Linked DNA regions of Sus scrofa: region 2 is linked to region 1. The links are chromatin contacts, called in public HiChIP or PLAC-seq maps. All regions are on one chromosome and are shown on one strand. The core of a region is the stretch at or near the end of the contact, and the rest is flanking DNA. Distances in the headings are between cores, read along the strand shown. Region 1 holds the start of GAREM2 (GRB2-associated and regulator of MAPK protein 2). Region 2 holds the start of ASXL2 (putative Polycomb group protein ASXL2).

Evidence for each region. HiChIP or PLAC-seq counts read pairs in DNA pulled down with a chosen protein or histone mark.
Region 2: an H3K27ac HiChIP or PLAC-seq map of alveolar macrophages shows a contact between it and region 1. The contact joins the promoter of ASXL2 here to the promoter of GAREM2 in region 1. A contact is called at or near these places in 1 of 5 promoter capture datasets (fetal liver), 1 of 47 Hi-C or Micro-C datasets (epiblast stem cells) and 1 of 2 datasets of contacts at active chromatin or transcription factors (alveolar macrophages).

What each region holds. Positions count from the first base shown.
Region 1 is chr3:112,816,207-112,819,139 of Sscrofa11.1, forward strand. GAREM2 (GRB2-associated and regulator of MAPK protein 2) reads right to left here and starts at 1,377. Exons shown (of 6, transcript XM_003125325.5): 1 at 1,134-1,377. The coding sequence starts at 1,245.
Region 2 is chr3:113,043,330-113,046,262 of Sscrofa11.1, forward strand. It overlaps ASXL2 (putative Polycomb group protein ASXL2), which reads left to right and starts at 1,459. Exons shown (of 13, transcript XM_021087739.1): 1 at 1,459-1,918. The coding sequence starts at 1,583.

The DNA of each region.
Region 1 (2,933 bases), core at 127-2,626:
GGGAGATGCCAAAGAGGATGTGTGGGAAGTGGCGGGGCAGAATCTAGGGCCAGCCTATTCCATTCACACGAAGACACACACAGCCTGGCTGTTGACATGGGCAGTCTCAGCATCACACGCTGACCATCCGGACAGCAAGACACTGCAGGGCCGGGCACCCCTGCCCGACGGCCCAGGCCTGGACGCTCTCACGGAGCCCTCGCCTGGGACCCGCTGACGCTCACTGTGCCGGCTCCTCGCCGCCGCAGGTCGGCGGAAGGGCTGCCCGGCTTCACTCGCGGTGAGGCGAGGAGCCTGTGGCCGCGCGCCCCATTAGCATTCAGGGAAGCGAGTGTGCCAGCGCGGGCCAAACCCCTATTCTTCTCACACACAAAACCCCCGGCCTGGCTGCCAGCCCCGACTCCTTCCCCTCCCCCAGCCAAGCAGCCCCCCTTCCCTCCAACAGTCCCCTCGCTCCGCACTGCCTCTCGGGGGCCCACAAGCATCAGCAGAGCCGCCCTGGCCCCCGGGCCCCAAAGAGAAGTGGGGCGAGATGTGGGGAGAGCCGGGGGCTTGGGGGGCACGCCCGGCGGGAAGCCTTGCTCAGTCTAGCCCAGAGGTGGCTTGCCGTCCCCGAGGACCGGAGGCTGCTCCTCCGGCCGCGAAAGGAGGGTGCGAGAAGCGCCTCAAGAGGGACCCAGCGGGGCTGGGGGGCGGTAGCGGTGGGAAGACGGAGTTCGGGACCCAAGGGATGCGGGAGGATCGAGGTGAGAGGCCGGAGACAAAGGCCTGCAGGGGGGCGCCGCCCGGGCGGGGGTCTGAGGCTAGCGGGGGGGAAGAGGGTGCACCGACGGGGCGGGCTCGGTGGCTCCGCCGCGCTCCGGGCGCCAGCTGGGCCGGAGAACTCTGTCCCGGGCCCAGCCCCAGTCCCTGTCTCAGGTTTCTGTCCCTGTGCCTCTCCGCGGGACCGGGGAGGAGGCGGCCCCTGGCTGGTGAGCCCCGGGTCTCCGGGGAGGGGCGCCAGGAGCGGCACTGGGCCCGCGTCGGGGAGCAGGAGGGCAGGGGCCGCATCCCCTCGGCGCCGCTAGCACCTGCCGGGAGGGTCCCCGATGGCCCCGCGGTCGCCCAGTCGCCCTTCCCCTCACCCTCGGTACCTGGCCCGAGGCAGGCGAGCGTGGGCAGGCGGCAGCGGCTGACGATGAGGTCGAGCGGGAAGGCGCCCATGCTCCAGCGCAGGCCGGCCAGCCCAGCCGCCAGCTTCTCCATGGCATGGGCGCCTCCGGGGCCGCCGTCCTGGGGCCCCGACGGCCAGTCCCTCGCGGCCCGGGCTTCCGCGCCCGCCGCCACCTCCTGGGGACGCCGCGGCGCTCGCTGCCTGGCTGCCGGGCAGGGGCTGCGGGCGTCACGTGGCCGGCCTCCCGGCCCGGCGCCGGCCCCGCGCCGGCCCCCGCCTCCCGCCTCCCGCCCCCCGCCTCCCGCCCCCCGCCCCCTGCCCCACCCCCAGCCCCCGCCGCCGCCGCCAAGGCCCGCCTCCCGCCCGCCCCGCTCGCCCGCCCCCTCCTCGAAAGTCCAGGTGACAGCCGGGGACCACGCACCCCAGGCCGGCGCCTGGAGGGAAAAGGAAGGCTCGAAGCGGCATCCGAGGGGTCGGGGGTGGGCGTCGGCCTCCTCTTCCCGGTGGAGTGTGTTCGGATCCGCTTCCCGGCTAAGAGGTGCGCCTCTCCGGGCCTCCGTCCCACGCCAGGTCCTGCTTGGCTTCCTAAAGCTTCTGCCTGGCATTCAGCCGCTGCGATCCTAGCAGCCGTTGCTGCCTCTAGGACATCTTTCACCTCCAGCCTCAGCCGGCGTGGAGAGGCTGTCTCATTAACCCCATTTTACTGAGGAGCAAACTGAGGCTCAGAGAGGTCAGGGGCAGCTCGACTTGAAGCTACGTTTCACTACAAATCCCACTGCCTTGCTGGGTTGTGGGAAGACTAATAGCGCCCCCTCCACCCCCGCTGTATAGTGCACCTCCCAGGTTACCAGCGACTTCTTACTGACCGTCACCAATAGCTCCAGCATAGACACAGGCTGGTGTTTCTGGAGGCTCCATGGACTCTAGTCCTCAGCCTTGGTACCCCAGGTAGGCCCCCATCCACACATACACACAAACCTTCTCTTCCGAGGTGACTGACATCCCACATCCCATTACCTGAACCCCAAGAGAAGATGAACACAACTTCTCAGCAGGAAGAGACAATTCAGATCGCTTGATCGAGCTCCACCTTGTGCAGAGGAAAGAGAGACTCCAAGAGCAGAAATGCTTTGCTCCAAGGTCACACCGCAGGAAGGAAGCAGAGCTGTGGCTGGAAGGCAGGCCTCCCACCTCCCAGCCAATGCTAACTCCATGACCTGGCCTAGCCAGCACCCAAGAAGGCTGAGCAGCTGGCCCTCAGCTTTTTCTTCCTTCAGCCACCACAAGGCTGTGACTTGGGGTAACCTGATTGAAAGAACTTACTTGAGTCTATGCAGCTGGGGTGGGCTCTTCTCTAAGGAGGTGGGAAAGGGAAACGAGCCAGAGGGAAGAAGAAAATAGAGAAAGGTGAAAATACCGGGAGTTCCTGTTGTGGCTCAGTGGCTAACAAATCCAGCTAGGAACCATGAGGTTGCGGGTTTGATCCCTGGCCTTGCTCAGTGGGTTAAGGATCCGGCGTTGCTGTGAGCTGTGGTGTAGGTCACAGATGCGGCTCCGGATCCGGTGTTGCTGTGGCTCTGGCATAGGCCAGCATCTACAACTCCAATTAGACCCCTATAGCCTGGGACCCTCCATATGCCACCAGAGCAGCCCCAGGAAAGCCAAAAAAAAAAAAAAAAAAAAAAAAAAAAGAAAAAGAAAAAGAAAATACTGGAATCCAGGAAGGGAAAGGAGGTCCAGGGAGAATAGTCACGGGAGTAAAAAGGGGCCTGACTTCGAG
Region 2 (2,933 bases), core at 209-2,708, 230 kb after region 1:
TAATAATAACAACAAAATTATCCAGATCTGTTGAAGTTTAACAAGTAGGAACTGCATTACCACAACCCCTACCCTTGAAATTAAAATCTGGGAATGGAGCTCCAGAAAAGCAAAGTAAGGACAGCGGGAAAATCTGTCCTAGCAAGATCTGAAAACAAGCTGAGGTAAAATTCTCAGGCAACAGGGCTAGATGACAAGTCCCAGGCAATGGCTAGGAATGGAGAGCTGCTTCTTGAACAGACTATAGACCTAGGCTTTAGAGGGAGACGGTACATCCCTTGAGTGTTACGGATCATGCTATCACTAAAGAAATTGGTGAAAACATGACCGTATCAATTGCTGATATGGGGCTGTTTGACTGTCAATGGTTGAAGGGGAAAGATAAAGAAGTTTCCAGAAGCCCTCTCAGACGCCCTCTTAAGACTTGTGTACGTGTGTAAAAGACTCCTTTAAAAAAATGACGAAATGTTATGAATCCTCTTCTCAAAAAATACACAACTAACACATACAAAATACTTTCCATAATTTTAGAGGGGCCATGAGCTTCTGAAACGCATCCTTGGACTCCAAGATAAGTATTGTTCTCAACTGTCTTTTCTCCCAAGAGGCAGCCCAACTCTCAGTCTTATTTTAGAACATAGTAAATTTAGTAGACCGGAAGCAGCTTCTGGAAGCAGGTGGACTTGGGAGATTAGTAGGCATTACTGCCCTTTTTGCAAAGTATCAAGACAAGGACATTTCGATGGAAGATGCCACATTCTGTATCTTTCAGGAGGCAGTTAAGGTCATTACAAATAATGGTTTCTGACTACAGCTACAGCTGAATCATTCAGCAAATATTTACTGGGCGCCTGATATGTACAGGCACTGTGCCAGGGACTGAACTCACCCAGATAAAAAAGACACCATTTGTGTCCTTGATGAGACATTCACAAGTAAAAGTGTGAATGTAGTTATTGGTGGCCTTAAAATAAAGGTCACCTAAGTTTGAGAGGCACTCTGGGGAGACAGAAAGGACTCTGAGGCGGTAATTTGATTTTTGGTTTCACCGCATTCCAGACTCGTGAGTTTAGCAAGTCACTCAAACTCAAATTGCTTCATCTATCAGATGGCATAAACAGATAGGCTAGAATTACTGCAAACCTTCAAAAAGAGAGCCTTTATGAAAATGAACATAGACAAAAAAACGCAACTTCGAGGCTCATTGAAAGTGATACTTGGGAGGGTTGCTCCTAGAAGGAAGAGCACGGTTCTCCCCAGGATTATGTCTATAAAGTCACCGTAACGCCCTCCCAACGCGGTCAGAATCCGCTCAATAAACCTTCCGGGACGGATCAAGTTCCGCTTCCGCAGGTTTTTGCTGTAGGCGTAAGCGCAGGACGCCCGACGCAGCGCAGCGTCGGTCCTTCCCTTTGCGCAAGCTCGCGAGGAGAGGCGGAGAGCGGAAGGGCGGGGGCGTGGCTAGGCGCCGGGCACTGCTGGCTCGCTCTCTCCGCAGCCCGGCGCAGGTGGCGGGAGCGCGCGCGCGCTCGCTCGCGCGGCCGGCTGCGTACAGTAGTGACGGCCGCGCGGGAGCGGTCACATGACCGTAGCGGCTGCCTGTACAGTAAGGACCCAATATGGCAGCGGCGGTAGCAGTGGCAACGGCAGCAGGAGGACCGGCCGCTTCATAGATTTCCCCCCCCCACCCCCACCCCGCGCACCACCGCCGCCGCTTCCTCTGCTTGGGTGCTCCTCTGGCCTGACTTCCCCTTTCTCCCACCTTTCCCGGCACCGCGGGAAAAACAGCGCAGGGCAGAGCAGGCAGGGAGGGCGGCTGGAGCCCGGACACGGGAGCCTCCCAGTCAGTTCAAGACCCGACATGAGGGAAAAGGGCCGTAGGAAGAAGGGCAGGACCTGGGCGGAGGCCGCCAAGACGGTAAGGAGGAGGGAGCGGAGTGGAAAGCCAGGAGGTTTTCGTTCCTTCTCCGCCCACCGGTCGCAGGGGAAGCGGCGCGGGGTGGGGGGGTCAATGGTCCTGCCACTCGACTGAGGGGGCAAAAAACCGCGCGGCGAGGGCGGCGGTTAGTGTCGGGTTTGTGGTCCCTGTGGGAATGGAGGCGCCAGCGGAAGAGGGTCGCCACGGGGCTGTGGCTTCTCCCTGCTCTGCGACGAATCCTCTTGGTGTTTTGAAGCTGCTCTCTGGGTCGCGACGCTCTCACCCCGACTCCGTGGTAGCCCCCGCCCCGGCATGGGGAAGTCTGTTGTGCTTGCACAGTAACCGGTTCTTCTCCCTTTTGCGGCTGAAGAGCCCCCATTGGATGCAGATAGGAGAAGGCTTGTGCGTGCACCCAGCCCCGGAAAGAAGAGGGGAGCGCTGGCGCTGGGTAGAACCCACCCGCTGTAGCAGATCTGCCGCCTGACCCCGGGCCCCTTGCTTGTCTGGGCTCCCGGATCCGGCCGGAGGTCACGAGGCTCTTGTTTTATGTTTGCTGTTGCAGCTGAAAGTGCTGGAGGTGTTTAGAAACGAAGTAACAGGTGGGACTTGTAGAATTTTTTTTTTTTTTTTTTTTCTGTTTCCGTAGAGACCTACTCTGAACAAGGCAGCAAAGCATGGTGGGACGTGTAGTTTACTGAGCCTTGACTTTTCCGTAGCTAAAGCGATGGCCTCACGAAGTTGTAGTGGATAAAACCATCCTTCTTTCCCCCTTTTCTAAATTTATTATTGTGAAGTTTAGAAGTAGGTTTTAAAAAATAGAATATTGAGGATGAGTGAGAAGTTTTGTTTCATGAAAAAATTTAAAAGCGTGCATGTATGTAGAAATGAAACGTTTAGAGAAAGTCAGGTTCATTCCATCTTTGAGAGTGCAGCAGAGAAGTTGTGGGACACAAAACAGCATTTAGAGTTGGAAGTGAGAATGAGTGGAAGCATAATCTTAATGGTGAATGATGTC